Regions from separate parts of the Mus musculus genome. Here region 2 is linked to region 1. The links are chromatin contacts, called in public HiChIP or PLAC-seq maps. All regions are on one chromosome and are shown on one strand. Each heading gives the region's core, a stretch centred on a gene start, on an enhancer-like site or on the middle of the called end of the contact. The rest is flanking DNA. Distances are from core to core; before and after follow the strand shown.

The links. HiChIP or PLAC-seq counts read pairs in DNA pulled down with a chosen protein or histone mark.
Region 2: a contact with region 1 is called in an H3K27ac HiChIP or PLAC-seq map of embryonic stem cells, with 17 read pairs. The contact joins the enhancer-like site here to the promoter of Adgrd1 in region 1. A contact is called at or near these places in 3 of 39 promoter capture datasets (hippocampal neurons, second pharyngeal arch cranial neural crest and stem cell-derived epiblast-like cells), 2 of 484 Hi-C or Micro-C datasets (nephron progenitors and pancreatic cancer cells), 4 of 115 datasets of contacts at active chromatin or transcription factors (embryonic stem cells, fibro-adipogenic progenitors and intestinal crypt epithelium) and 2 of 9 other capture datasets (adipose tissue and pancreatic islet).

Annotation. Positions count from the first base shown.
Region 1 is chr5:129,093,664-129,101,297 of GRCm38.p6, reverse strand. It overlaps Adgrd1 (adhesion G protein-coupled receptor D1), which reads right to left and starts at 4,548. Exons shown (of 25, transcript NM_001347486.1): 1 at 4,072-4,548; 2 at 3,953-3,989. The coding sequence starts at 4,137. Gm52830 (a long non-coding RNA gene) reads left to right here. Exons shown (of 3, transcript XR_003956000.1): 3 at 45-468.
Region 2 is chr5:129,161,295-129,168,928 of GRCm38.p6, reverse strand. Adgrd1 (adhesion G protein-coupled receptor D1) reads right to left here. Exons shown (of 25, transcript NM_001347486.1): 14 at 6,261-6,334. Among named protein-coding and RNA genes, the nearest start is that of Gm46923, 48 kb to the right of the region's middle. Within about 2 kb of position 4,623, at least 45 of the 459 cell types and tissues checked have an H3K27ac peak or open chromatin away from gene starts, as enhancers often do. A contact at or near this core is called in adipose tissue and embryonic stem cells, where this site is marked.

The sequences.
Region 1 (7,634 bases), core at 3,299-5,798:
TGCTCAAGGTCTTTATGTCTCTAATCGATCTCTCTCCTTTCCAGCCTGGCTCCTATGTGGTCAGCGGCCTCCCTTAGGGAGTGCTCCTCTGGACTCTGCTATGGGGACACCATAAGCCTCTCTCCAGGGGAAAAGCTGACCTCACACACACAAAGCTCATCTCCCTGAAGGATGATGTTACCCGCTGTCTCTGCTGTCCCTGCTGTCCCTGCTGTCTGGAATACCATTCGCCATGTTTTCCATAGCTGCTTCTTTCTAATCTGGGTCTCTGTTCCTCTCACGAAGTGTCCTGACTCCAAGTCCTCGGTCTGCTTCCCCAAGGTGGTGACCTGCCACCATGTGTTAATCTGATCTTTGGAGGTGACTGGGGCAGGAGGGCCCATCTCTTCTGTGTGCTGTGTTTGCTGGATCAAATTACCACCCTTCTCTGTGTGTGTGTGTGTGTGTGTGTGTGTGTGTGTGTGTGTGTGTGTGTGTATGTGTGTGTGTGTGTGTGTGCGTGCGTGCGCACGCGTGCATGTGCCTGTGAAATTCATGTTTTTACATTTGCAGACTCCCGTTTTAAATGTTAGTAATTAAAAACATAACTATATAGGTAGATTGAATGTTAGAGTGTAAGAACAACTGAACTGGATATAATTAAACATAAACATAGAGTGACCACGGAATATAATTATACACATAAAGTATATTTATAAATCTAGCATCCTCCAGAAAATCTCTACTTGCTATAGTTCCAAGTATTTGATAGGGAATAAACATTGGGTTTTTATTTCTTTTTCTTTTTTTTTTTAATCTGTTATGGGGGCTGAAGAGACTGCTCAGTGGTTATAGCACTGCCTGCTCTTGCAAAAGGACATGGTTTGATTCCCAGCACCTACATGGCAGTTCACAACCATCACTAACTCCAGTTCCAGGGGATCTGATGCCTTCTTCTGACCTCCACAGGATCCAGGCATGTATGTGGTGCACAGACACACATGTAGGCAAGATATACACACACATGATGTTTTCTTTTAAAAACTCCATTGTGAACACATACTATACTTGACTGGCCCTCAAAAGATGGAGAAGGACATTCCTGGGTAACCCAGTGGGTTACAGAAGTCCCTTACTGTCAGTGCCTGCTTTGCATGCTGGGTAGAGCTTTGAAGCCTGCTGGACCAGGTTCAGAAGTCCCCATGGCCTGGAAAGAGGCTAGGTAACAACATAGCTTGCTATTTTTCTCAAGTTTCCAGTCCCTCATTACAAACATCATCTATAAAAGGGCATGTTTATAAACTTTTACAAAGTGGCCTGCAATCTTGGCGAATGCCATTTATGGGTCTGGTTCCACCAACCTCGGAGCTTCCTAGGTCGCCCTGGGGAGCAGAAGGCTCTGAGTCAGGCTCTGAGCCGTAAGAGGGTCTCAGATAAGTGCAGGGGTCAGTCTCCTCTCTGGATCACCCCCACAGCATCCACGCCTGGCTTCCCTAGCAAGTGGGAACTTGGTAAATGGTCTCTACGGTCCCTTGCAACTACAGCTACTATAATTTCTGCTGCAGTGACAGCCCACGGTCATAGTGATGGGGAAACTCAGAAAGTGTCACCACGCCAAAGGGCCTCACACCGTTCTGAGACTTCTAAAACTGACAGTGCACTCATGTGATAAATACACAAATCCAGAAGCCATCTGGTGACCCAGAGCAGTGTAGACACCTAGACAGATGAGAATTCAGTTGGCCTCGGCCAGGACTCTGTTTACAGAATAGCAGTCCTATCTTTCCACAGACAGGACATGGAAGATGGTTGGTGACTGCTTTCTGAGCCCTGCCTTGTGCAGAAGGCACGGGGTTGGAACCCGGATGAGGCAATATGTAAGTGCTTAACAGCTCTATCAGAGCCTCCCAAACCCGGGTCCATGTGCTTGCTGGTGACCCCCGGGTGTCGGTTCCTCCAAATCCCTCCAGATGGCTTCATCTCATTCCCACAAGCTTGAACTAACCACTCCAGCTAAGGGCTTGCTGCTGACTGGCAGGTGTGGCGCAGGTGAGTGTGAGCAGGTGACACTGGGGAGGGAACCAGGGGGCTACCTCTATGTCCTTCTTAAGCTCCTTTAGGCAACCCAAGGCCACTCACTTCCTTGGTAAGTGACAACTCACCCTGACTCCTGCTCCCCATGTCTGGACAGTCCCTTGGCTCATATGTCAACTCTGTGTCTAGGACTCTCGTGGCAGGGGTGGGGTGGGGGTGGGAGTGGGGGTGGGGCTGCCAGAGACCAGGTTTTCCTAAAGTCTCCATTAGGGTTTCTCGTCCATAAGAAGAGAAACCCAACGTGGCCTTGCAGAGCAGGCTGAATATTATGGAAAACGAGCGAAGCCAAAATCCAAAGTGTAAGACAGATGGGGGCAGGGGAGGAGGTGAGGAAGCGGAGTGAAGAGGATAAAACAAACAAAGAACAGAAATAGAAGGGAGGAAGGAAGGAGGGGAAATGAAAAGAAAAGGTGAAGGGGGAGGCAGGAGGGGAGGAGGGGGAGGGGGAAGGACAAAGGAAGTACTAGGAATGAGGGTGGGGATGGGGACCTGAAGGAAGCACTCTCTGGATAGCCATCCCAGATAACAGGATGCTGAGAGGTACCAAGGCTCCCTAGCCTGGGCTTTGAACACCCTTAGGCTACATCTTCTTCATCTTTCTCTGTGGTGCACATGAGCTGGCCCCGGCGGAATGGCTGCTAGTGTTCTATCAAGGATGCTCAGCCAGAAGACACTTGGTTCCACCCAACATCAGGTCAGGAGTGAGGCGTCCATACAGAACGAACGAGGCTGAACCCACACCACTGACATGTATAGAGTCCAGAACGACAGCTTATGTGTGGAGTGTGGGTGTGTACACATGTGAGCATGTGCAGACATGTATGGTTGCGTGCGTGTGTGTAGAAACTAAGACAAAGGCCAAATTCTAGAAAAAAAAGCCCTTGAAGCTTTCTTTTCTCAGAAAAAGAGGAAAGAAATATTCACGCTTCTAGATTTGGCTGACTGGTGGTGCCGTTTGGTATGGGCAGCCCTCAGTCTCAGCAGGCGGGGGAGAGTTTTCCCTGACACAGCTTCAGATATGTTCTCCAGATTCAGACCCTCTCGGCCACCCTTTACCGTGGTTGCCATGTTGGCTGTGAGCACCGGTGGAGCTGGGCTCCTATTTAGAGGCAGGCTGATCCAACTGATCAGTTCTGCTGGGAATCCCAGCCTCCCTGAGCTCTGAGTCACTGGCTTCTTTACGCTGACCCACCAGGCTTTTCCAGAAATGGGCTAGACGTTCTTGTCCTTTGCCTCTGAACCTTCATCAAGAACCTCTCAGCCTGGAGAACCTGCCACAAGCAGGCGGCAAGCCCCTTCCCATCCATCCCCACTGTAAATGTGGCGACCCTCTCATCTATAACAGGACTGTGATCCATCGTTCCAACAAGTGTCACCCTCCTGCTTCTAAAAGGGAAGTCACAACAGCCAAAGACAAATATCCCAATAGTGACCTGCCCCTCCATCCCCTCTGTGCATGTTCAGCACAAGTGGCAAGTGCTACCTGGTGGTGTCCAGGACACTCAGGAGGGCAGCTCACAGCACCATGATGCTGAAGGCACCAGGGAGAGTGCCCACGGTGGTGGCCCTAAGGGTGAAGTTGAAAGAGCAAAAGCCCTTCTACTCTGAAGGACATGTCTCCTTAATTAGATGACAACACCTGACCTGGAGCAAGAGGCAGCTGGGACAGAGACCAGCTTTCTCAGCAGCAGCCCGAAGACACTGGTCACACCAGGGCTGTCGTCTCAAAGGACAGGATGTATTTTCTAGGGTTGAGGATCCCAACAAGGGGTTAAACAAATAATCTTATATTTATATAAAACAGAAATTATTTGTTTAACCCCCAAAGGCAAGAAGCAAAGCAGTCATCACAGGGGGGATGTGGGGGTGGGGGGCTTACCTGGATGTTCCTGGGCTCTGGGCTGAGTGCTACACACCTGTAAGAAAGATCACAGATTAGTACCAGGACATTCTCCTGAAGACGTGTACCCCAGCTGCCTTGGAGGCCAAGAGCGTTACCTGGACGCTGCAAAAGGACCAGAGTAGCCAGACCCAGCTGCAAGGGAATGCTGGAAGATCCTTCATGGTGGGAACCAGGCAGTGGGATTCGCCCACAGCCTGCAGGGAACTTCTCTACCTCCTGCTTCCCGGGGACAAGGACATCTTCATCACGGGTTTCTCACCGCAACATCTGTCCCCTAACGTTTTTTGATTTATGGTGCCTGAAAGCAGTAGGTGCAATTCTCCTCTCCGAACTGGAGTCTTCAGGGACCTGAAGGCTAGAGGCAGTGCTGAGTTGGATAAGCACTCCTTCTCAGCTCCACCAGAGTCCCCAAGGCTCTGGCTGCTGATGGGCAGGCCAGAACCTCTGGGTGCCTACAGGCTTAGGAGTCTGTGTCCTGGGTCTGGGACTGGTGGGCACTTGCCTCCTGTCTCAAGTCTCAAGTCGGAGCTCAGAGCTCAGCCCGTAGCTTGGAGCTTAGTGATGTGTGTACTGCCTCCCTCTGCAGCTGAGCTCCGCCACACCTCGTTGGCCCAGAGTCCAGCCCGTGGCTTTGGGTGGAGAGCCAGAGTGATGTCAGCGGGCCTCAAACTTTGTTCTTCTCTATTTATATCCATCCCACTCTGGCCTTTCCTGGGTCCTAACACCAGTCTGTTAACAACAGCTGAGTCCTTTCCAGGACTTTCCCATCAAAGGGTGGCCAGACTGGCCTGGGGCTTTATACTTGGATGAGAAAGTGTATGTGTAAGAGTGGGAGAGGTTGTGAGGGTGAGACTGTGTGTGAGTGCAGTGGTGAGAGTATAAGTGTATGGGGTAAGAAAGTGTGTGTATGTGTGTGCAAGTATATGTGTGTGGGTATTGGGATACAAGCAAGTGAAGGTATTGAAGGATAGTAAGCATTGGGGGCATATGGGAAGTAAGACTAGATATAAATGAAGGATGGGGAAGAAGAGGAGGTGTACAACAGTGTGTGAGCAAGTGTGTGTGTGTGTGAGCAAGTGTGTAAGGGTATGAACAAGTCTGTGAGGCTGTGAGGAACTGTGCGAGGGTGTGAGGAAGTGTGTGAGCATATGAGCAAGTGTGTGAGGCTGTGAACAAGTGTGTGAAGGTGTGTGTGAGGGTGTGAGCAAGTATGTGAGGGTACAAGTGTGGGGAGATGTGGGTGTTAAGAGTGTGAATGGGGTGTGGCTGAGTGTGGGCCTACATATGTCAAGATATCTTCTACTCTGTGCTTTCATAGTTGTCATGTGCTTGTGAGTGTGGATGTGCACAAATGTGTGTGTGTATGAGTGTGGTTCTGTAGAAATGGGGGGACAATGTATATGCATGTGATATATGTATGTGTGTGATGTGTGTGTGTGTTTGATGTGTGTATGTGTTTGATGTGTGTATGCATGTCATGCATGTATGCATGTGATGTGTGTATTATGTGATGTATGTATGTGTGTGATACATGTATGTGTGTGATGTGTGTATGTATGTGATGTGTGTATGTGTGTGTATGCATGTCATATGGATGTGATGTATGCATATTCTTTGGATGTGTATGAGTGTGGCCATGTAGGCATGTAGGGCATGCATTGGTGAGTGTAGGTAGGGATGGGTGGGTATGAGTATGAGTGAGTGTGGCTTGTGAGTGGGTGTGAGGTCATACATAATACGTGTCTATTAGCACCCTCAAAGCCTCATAAGTGTGTGGAGACCCGTGAGTTAAAAAGCACGTACTGCTGTTGCTGAGGACCTGAGTTCAGTTCCCAGCACCCACATGGGGCAGCTCACAACCACATGTAGCTCCGACTGCAGAAGATCCAACGCCCTCTCCAGCCTGCTCACGCATCCTCACACACATATACATAAATAAAAATGAGAAATCTTTAAGACAAAATGTTAATAAGCACAGGTGTAGGTGTGGATGGGTGTGTGTGGCCGGCTGTGACTTGGTGACACTGTGCGCATGTGTATGTTGCAGGCTCATTACCACCGGCACCCTCAAAATCCCTATCAATATTAGATCGCACTGGGAGCTCCGCTAAAATCTGGGTCTAGTTCAAACATGGGAAAGCACAGGAAAGGAAACACCTGCGCCTGCCCATCCAGAGCTGGCCACGCTCTCTCTTCAACCTGCCTTGCAGAATTCAAGGGCACCCCCTGATATTTGACACCATCCTTAATCAGACCACCCCCACTTAGCACCCAATCAAGTCAGACTTCCTGTTAGTTGTGCCTCAGTTTAGCAGAAGCCAAGACTTGATTTGATCCACCTCGCTCCAAATGTTCAAACACACACAAGCACCCCTACAATTGCCTTTCTCACAAAGTATGTCACAGCCACAAGATACAAAGCCCCCTCCCCCCAGCTCTCCCCACTTGTGTGCTCTTGGGCAGGACTGTCTCCCTACTGAATTTCTCCTCTGCAGACTGGAAGGCAGCACCCAGTGTCCAGTAGACAGAGACTAACATATAAGGCCCTTAATTCGGGGCTTAGAAGAGAGGTAACACATTCAATAAATGTTCAGATTGCTACGATAAAGTGGAAAATAACACCCAATAAACCTGAGCTATCATTATCATCTCAATGGCCCTGACTTTAAATGGGAATTAAGAGTCCTGAGTCCAGCCTGCTTCCTAAAGAGGACGGGAAAAGGGTTTCCGGCTCCTGGATGGGGGAGGGAAAAGGGACGTCAAAAGGCAAGGTGACTGCAATAACTCCTGCCTGCTCTGACAACTTCTCTGATTATCTGGTCACCTCACTACAGAAGGTTCCAGATGGTTCTGTGGATAGCCCTCCTCCCAGAACCAGAGAAACTGGACTCTGACCTCCAGGCTGTTTGTAATAATGACCTTTAGCATGGTGCCTAGGTGCTGTTCAGGGAAGAGGGGATTTATAACTTTCTTCTCTGTTCAAGTCTTCTCTCCCCTTCCCTAGAAGGACGTGGCGGGAGGGCCCTCAGCCCCATCTGAACCCAAAAGATTAAACAGATTGCTGAGTACAGGCCTTTTTTGTTTCCAAAGCTGAGAATAAAACCAGGAGCTTCTTTTAGTATAAATTTGTCCTTGGATAAAGGGAGAGACACAGGGACTCAATGACAACTGCAAAAACCGGAGAGAAAGGACATTTAACAGGACCATCTGCCAGGTATGAGAGCCTAGCCACAAGGTCTCAGACCATGGGGTGCTCGCAGTACTTCTGCACCCTCACAGGCTGGGGTGGCAAGCCACCACCATCCTCCATGCTTTCGCAATGCTGCCTTTGAAAATCTCACCTGCAGAGAAATGTATAAAGCAAATGTGGCAAATAAAAAGTGGGCTGTTGCCTGAGGTGGTAGCACACACCTTTATTCCCAGCACCCAAGAGGCAGAAACAGGCTGATCTCCAGGAATTAGAGGCCGGCCTGGTCTATATAGAGTTCTAGGTGAGCCAGGACAACATAGTAACATTTGATCTCAGGTGGCATGGGGGAGGTGAAGTGGGTATTTCCAGCTGCAGTTCTCCCTGGGGACAGCTCTATTCCTATTGACTAGTCCATGAACTTCAGTGCAGACTGTCAGGTGATGTTTCTTTCTAGGTATACACCGTAGA
Region 2 (7,634 bases), core at 3,374-5,873, 68 kb before region 1:
TCCCAGCACTCAGGAGGCAGAGGCAGGAGGATTTCTGAGTTTGAGGCCAGCCTGGGCTACAAAGTGAGTTCTAGGACAGCCTGAGCTATACAGAAAAACCCTGTCTCAAAAAAACCAAAGGAAAAAAAAAGTTTCACCTTGAGAAATAAAAAGAATGCTATTTTGAAGCCGTGATGTGGTGGTGCATGCCTCTAACTTTAACACTTGGGAGGCTGAGACAGGGGGCTTGCTGTGAGTTCAAAGCCAGCCTGGACTATATTAGGGGCAGGGTGGGGATATAGTTCAGTAGTAGAGTGTGTGCCTAGCATGAGCAGCTCTGGGTCCAGTCCTCAGTCCCACAGAAGTAAATAGATGAATACATACATACATAAGTATTAAGTATATATCAAGAGAGTAACCATATGATTTCTTAGCATGTTAATCTTTTCCAAAAAGTGACCGATGGAGCTCAGAAAGACAGCTGCTCAACCAATAAATGCCGCTGCTGTTAGGCCTGGAGATCTGAGTTTAATAGACCTTGGGGGACACATAGGATGGAACGTGAGAGGTGACTTGAGCAGCAGGTGTCCCCTGAGGGCTCTGCACACACTCTGTAGCACCCGTGTGTGCATACACAGAAATGAATATTTTAAGATATTTAAATAATAGAAATAAAGTTAGAAGAAGTGGTCCAGAATTCTAAGCCCAGTGAAAATATCATTCAAAAATGAAAGAGACAGAGGCAGAGGCAAGGCAGGTGGATGTCTGTGAGTTGGAGGTCAGCCTGGTCTACCGAAAGAGTTCAAGGACAGCCAGGGCTACATAGAGGAACTCTCTCTCAAAAAAAAAAGAAAGAGAGAGAGAGAGAGAGAGAGAGAGGGAGAGGGAGGGAGGGGGAGGGAGGGAAGGAGAGAAGGAAGGAAGGAAGGAAGGAAGGAAGGAAGGAAGGAAGGGAAGGAAGGAAAAAGAGAAAGAAAAGGAAGGAAAAAAGAAAAGAAAAAAGGAAGGAAGAGAAAGAAAAAGAAGAAAGAGAGAGACAGAGAGACAATTTGTTCTCAGATGAAGAGTAACTCAATTTACTTCTACCAGGCTTACAGTACAAGGAAGGTTACAGGACAAAAACAAAGACATAAAAATAGCTGTAGTTGGGACAAGTGTAGGCATGCATGGCATGGCCCTGGTCTTGTCTGTAACTGCTCTACAAAACAGCCGCTTGTTGGGGCCAGCAATACAAACCCTGTAGAGCTACTGGAGACAGTGGCAACCTCATAAGCAACAGGCAAGGGGAACTGTGGATGTATTAATGACATCTTAGAATACTTTTAAAGTGATATGCTATTCATTGCTGGGAGACACCAATCAGTTGACCATGCTGTAGGCATGCGGAAACCACTACAGGGAAAAAAAAAAACACTAAAAGATATAAATTAAAAATCAGGAGTGTAAATAATACATCATCGAGAAAGACTCTTCTAGATCCTAATAAGATCAGAAAACAATACCAGGAGAGAAAGACAAACCAACAAGACAAACAGACAAACAAACAAACACGCCAACCCCCAGTGAATTACAAGACTTGGGAGGAGGTGATGGACTTTTACCCAATCATGTCACCGAGGGCATGACATGGAAATTGTCTGAACACGCTGATGATGAAAGATGGCCTGAAAGTCCCAGTTCTAGTAAAATCGGATGAAAGAAGAGGGAAGGGTGGACATTCAGCACCAGGAGCTTCCAATCAAGAGGCTAAGGAGAGGCTGAAGACATGGCTTGGGAATTACGAGTACTTCCTGCTCTTTCTGAGCTCCCCAGGTCTGTTCCAAGCACCTGCAACTCTAGCTCCAGGAGCTTCCAGTATCTCCCATGTGCACATACCCACACGTGCACACACACGCACACGCACACATACCCACACACACACGTGCACACACACACATACCCACACGCACACACACGCACACACACGCACACGCACACGCACACACACACACACCTAATTAATGATAATAAAAGCCAAATTGAAAAGGTCAGAGGAGTTGTGACTAAATATGTGGACCTGAGCATAGCATTCACCTTCCAGGGTAAAGATGGCTGCAGCACAGACAAGAGCAGTTATCCCAGGCTACCATCACGGTGGAGAATGCACACGCCTCCTCTCGCTTCCCACGCCACTTCTTAAGCCTTGTTCACTCAGGCTCTCAGACTGAACCGGGGATCTCATGCACACTAAGCAAGTGCTATACCACAAAGCCACACCCTCAAGTCCCCTTACACTTTTTTTTTATTTCGGGACTAGGTCTCACTGAGTGCCTGGGCTAGCCTTGAACTCCCTCTGTAGCCCAGGCAGGCTTTGATCTTGCAATCTTCCTGTCTTATTGGCCTGTGACTTTGAGCCCAGCTTCTCCCCACTCTCGGAAATGGTTCCAGGACCCCTCATGAATACTAAACTCCAAAGAAACTTAAATATTTAAAGTGGGTCCAACAGTCACACAGAGCCCACTTACAAACTCTTACATTCATCTCCAGATGATGTATACATAATGTGGAACACAATGTGAATGGCGTGGAGACAGTTATACTGCAGAAGGAATAATGACCGGAAAGAAGTCTGCGCATGCGTAATTCTCCCCAAACCCAAACGTTTCAGGTTTGTAGCTGGTCCACTACCTACCACAAACCCCATGGGTACGGAGAGCCCCGTGTGATTGGCAGCACAAGCAGACAGAATAGCAACAGAGTTGCAGAAGACCTGTGCATAAGGGCCACTTAAGATGGCCTTGTTGACATTTATAGAATTCCCCACCACGAATGCATTGTTCCCCCAGAGCACTACATTCTGGGTTGTATAAACAACCTTAAGCACATTTCAAGAACTGGAGCTGTAGAAAGTACCTTTTCAGATCATAAAATATTTAATTGTAAATCAACAACAGCAGGAAGGTCTTTAGAAAATTCCCAGCTGTTTGGAAATTAGGCAGCTCCCTTCAAAATGAACTAAGGAGGCGGTGAGATGGCTCAGCGGGCAGAGAGGCACTTGCTGTCAAGCCGGATTGCCCCGAGTTCCATCCCTGGGACCCACATGGTGGAAGGAGAGAGCTGACTCCCCAGAGTTGTCCTCTGACCTCCAGATGCAAACTGTGGGGGTGGCTCTGAAGTTGACAGCATTGTCCCAGATCTTGGTCATGTGATTTGCACAGCTGTGCTCACTTATCAACACTAAGAGAAATATGCTATCAAACAGAATTTTCCTGAATATATAATAAGCAATAATTTGAAAAGCGGTCTGGCTGGATGCTTGTGGCAGGGCCGTCTCTGGGAACTGGGGCTGAAGAGAATTCCACGGGGCATGCATATCAATGCAGGCTGTTCCCATATCTTGGAATATCCTCTCTCTGACATGCGGACTTCACTTTCCTTTGGATGTGTACCAGCAGTGGGTCTGGTCTCCCTTCTCGAGGAACCTCCGTATTGGTTTCCACAATGGCTGTGCTAACTCACACTCCCTCTTTCTCCACACTCTGGCCAGCATTGCTGTCTGTGGTAGTTACTTTCAGCTGTCAGCTTGACACAACCCAGAGGCATCTGGGAAGAGGGGAACTCAGCTGAAGAACTGCCGCCATCAGATTAGCCTCTGGCCACACATGTGAGGCACTTCCTTAATTGCTAATTGATGTGGGCAGGTCCTTCCCACTGTGGGTGGCACCATCCCCTACTGAGGTAGGCCTGGGTGGTATATGAAAGGTAGCTGAGCAAGCCATGGGGAGAAAGCAGTGTTTGTCCATGGTCTCTGTTTCAGTCCCTACCCTTGGCTTCCCTCCATGATGGACTCTATCATGCAAGCCAAATGAATGCGTTCCTCCCCCCAACCCCGGTGATGCTCTTGCTCAGCATTTTATCAGAGCAACAGGAATTTAACCAGAATGCTGTCTTTTATCTTTTTTTTTTTTTTAAGAGTCGAATAGCTCATTTGGTAACAAGGAGTGAAAATAAGTCCCTGTGTGCATGAGTGCGTATGTGTGTGTGTGTGCGTGCACGCTTTTGTGTGTGCATGTGTGTGTGTGCAAGTATGTGTGCTTGTGAGTGTGAGTATGTATGTGCATGTGTATGAGAATGTGAGTGTGTGTGACTGTATGTGTGTGCATGCTTTTGTGTGTGTGTGTGTGTGTGTATGTGTATGTGTGTGTGTGCACATGTGTGTATAGAGGACAGAGGTCAGCCTTGGGTACCATTCCTCAGGTACCAGCCATCTTTTATTTTCTGAGTCTTTTACTAGCCTGGAGCTCACCAACTAGGCTAGACTGGCTGCCAGCCAGTCCCAGGCATCCTCCTGCCTCTGACCCCCAGAACTAGTACAACAAGCACATTTCTCCACAGGTAGCTTTTTATGTGGGTTCCAGGGAATCAAACTCAGATCCCCCTGCTTAGGAAAGGCAAATATTTAACTGACAGAGCTCTCTCTCTCTCCTGTGCCAAAAGGAAACTCATAAATCTTCTCTCTTCCCGTGGCCGACTGAACCATGGAGGTCAGAAAAGGCCAGCAACACAAGAATTCCCTCCCAGGCTTGATCTTTTGCAGAGTTGAGAAGAGGCCAGAGTTACCCGACTTGCAATTATCCTGTAGACAAGAGTCCCGACCGCTGGGCACCCAGTGTCTCAATAGCTGCTACAATCTCCTTCGCGAGTTCTTGGAATCTGTGGGAAGTTTCACTAATGTGTTCAATGCCTGCGCCCCAGCCAGCTGTTGGGAGGAGCCCCTGCATTCCAGGGCTGTGAACACAACCTCCTTCAACGCTGGTTCCTCCTTCTGGCTTTCCCAGGATTCCCTTGAACGCTCCTGACATCTCTCCATGGCAGTTTGCTCTAAATACCAACAAATTCTTCTTTGGATTTGTAATTTCTAGAGTCAGCTCTGCTTGTCGCTTGACCCTTTCCCCTTGAAGGTCATACAAAAACTCTCCTCTCCTGAAGCACGGATCTCTCCATGTTGCCTTAGGGCGTCAATGAGGTGTTTCCCCCTAACTACTGGTGACTGTGTTCTTGGCTGAAGTGAGTGAGGTGTGTTTACACCTAACTCATGCGGGCACACATTCCCTTCGGGTGACTTTCACCTGGTGAATGGCTTCACTCAGAACAGACTTGGGTCTGGCCTCTCTGCAGCCACTCCATTGTCACTCAAACCTGGCTCACCTGATCTTCCGTGAGCTCTTTCTGGCCCGCCTCTTTCCCTGCCACCTTCTCCTCAGCTCTCAGGAGTCACTGTAAACTCATTCTTGCTCAGTTTGAATTCATCACCCACTCTGATCTCAGCTTCTTGCACTGTGTTCATCAACCCCGAGATCGCCCACCCAGAAATCTCATCTTGGTTATAACAGCCGTTCATTCCTACCGCCATGGGGATCCGGCTCACTGTGATCTCATTTGCATTTATTTCCCTGAGGACTGGAATGTTGGTTTGGTTGCTTTGTTTTCTGTATCTGCCGACTATTTTTATTTCTTTTTCTCTTTCTTTTCTTTTCTTTTCTTTTCTTTTCTTTTCTTTTCTTTTCTTTCTTCCTTCCTTCCTTCCTTTCTTTCATTCTTTTCTTTTCTTTCTTTTTTTTTTTTTGGCAAATGTCAATTTAGGAACTGTCAACCCGTGACTCAATCTAGGGTATTTGGGCCTCTGGCTATTGGGTTGTTTGAGATTCTGGAAACTGTTTCTAGACATTAACTCCAATGCTTAAACATCAAATAGAGAGATGCTTTTATTACATTTATTTATTTGGGAACAGTGTATGAGTGCATGCTAGAGTGTACAGTGGTGGTCAGACGAGTTTCTTCTTTCCTCCCACCGTGTGAGGATCAAAGATGTGTTATGAGACTTGGCGGCAGACACCCTTACCCGCTAAGCCATCTCGTTGGCCCCAACAGTAAGATTTTGATAGGCAAGCTTCTAAATGTTGTTTCTCAAAGTCCCAACTCCTAGCCCTCCCTCAAGCCCTTCACGATAGAAAGCAGAGGGAGAGTATTCCTGTGTGGCCTCAGGATACCCTGGATGAACCGAGTCTAAGGATTTTAAAAGATTTTTAAATCCACACAACCTCCAGTCATACCCAATCGGGTCTTGCCTCACGCATGGTCATGCAAACACGTTGGCTTCATAAGCAGGTGACTAACACCCTGCCTTGTGTGATGTGAGCCTGGCCTGGGGTGGACACGGTAAATCATTGGACATCTTGCTGTCTTCCCGTCTTCTCCTACTCCTGCTTTTGTACAGCTGGTAGCCCCAACATGGACAGTACCTGAAGTTAAGGAAGGCGCAATACAGGAAGAGACGGTTGCTCTCATTGGTGGCATCGCTGTACTGCTTTTGAGTCTGAAATGAAAGGAAATGGAATTACATCCCTATCACAGCAGGAAAAGCCAAGCACAGGTCCTGGAGTGGGAACAGCGGTCTCGCCCCAGCCCCGCCCCAGCCCCGCCCCTGCCCCGTCCTCACCCCCCAGCCCGTACTGCCCAGGGGCTGAGACCAGGGCTCAACCGGCAAAAGCACTTGCCGGACCTGGCGATCTGAGTTCAATCCCTAAACTCAAATCAAAAAACCAGATGGGGTGGTGCACATCTGTAATCCCAAGGCCCCTATGGCAAGATGCGTGCAGAGGACTCTTGGAGGATGGTGTGAGCCAGCTAGCCTGGGTGTGCTGTATAGATCCAAAATAAGAGAGGACCTGCTGTGACAAGGTAGAAGGCAAGAACTAACCCCTGACCTTCACACGCATGCCATGGCACACACACGCCTGCATCAATGCCCACAAATTTTAAAGAGGTTTTGTTTGTTTGTTTGTTTGTTTGTTTGTTTTCGAGACAGAGTTTCTCTGTGTAGTCCTGGCTGTCCTGTAACTCACTCTGTAGACCAGACTGGCCTCGAACTCAGAAATCCGCCTGCCTCTGCCTCCCAACTGCTGGAATTAAAGGTGTGCGCCACCATGTCCGGCTTTAAAGAGTTTTTAACTAATGAATTTCTAAAAGATGTTTAAATTTTAAAGTGAGTGTGTGTGTCTGTGTCATATACATGCATGGGAGTGCAATGCCTGTGGCGGTCAGAAGGGGGCGCTAGATCCCCTGGAGCTAACTCTAGGAGGCTGTGAGCTACCTGAAATGGGTGCTAAAACCTAACTTGGGCCTGCTGCAGGAACAGCACACTAAACCGTTGAGCCATCCCTCCAGCTCCATTTTTTTTTTAAATCGTCAAAGACCCCGCTCACATGCTGAACATCCAGGGTACCTGGGACAAAGCTGGAGAAGCCAAGTGACCAGCATGAGCTAATTCTAAGCCACACCTCTCCAGGGCTTCCCAAGAGCAGTACCTGCAGACTCCCAGGTCTCTTATCAGCTCATAAACAGCCTGCATGGATGAGTGAGGCAATCTCATGCTGCTTTTGAGTTTCCAAATAGAAAGAAGGAAGAACTCTGTGGAGAGGCATGGGAAACTGGACTTTGAACCACTTGCCTCAGAATGGAACAAAAAGGGTTTCAGATCATCCCTCTACCCAGGTACCACACAGCTACAAGGCACTCGGGGAAGGTCTAACACCGGACTCTATGCCTGGAGCCACACACACTTGGCATTAAGCAGCAGCTGTTTACCCAGTGATGGAGATGTAGGGGGAGGCGGA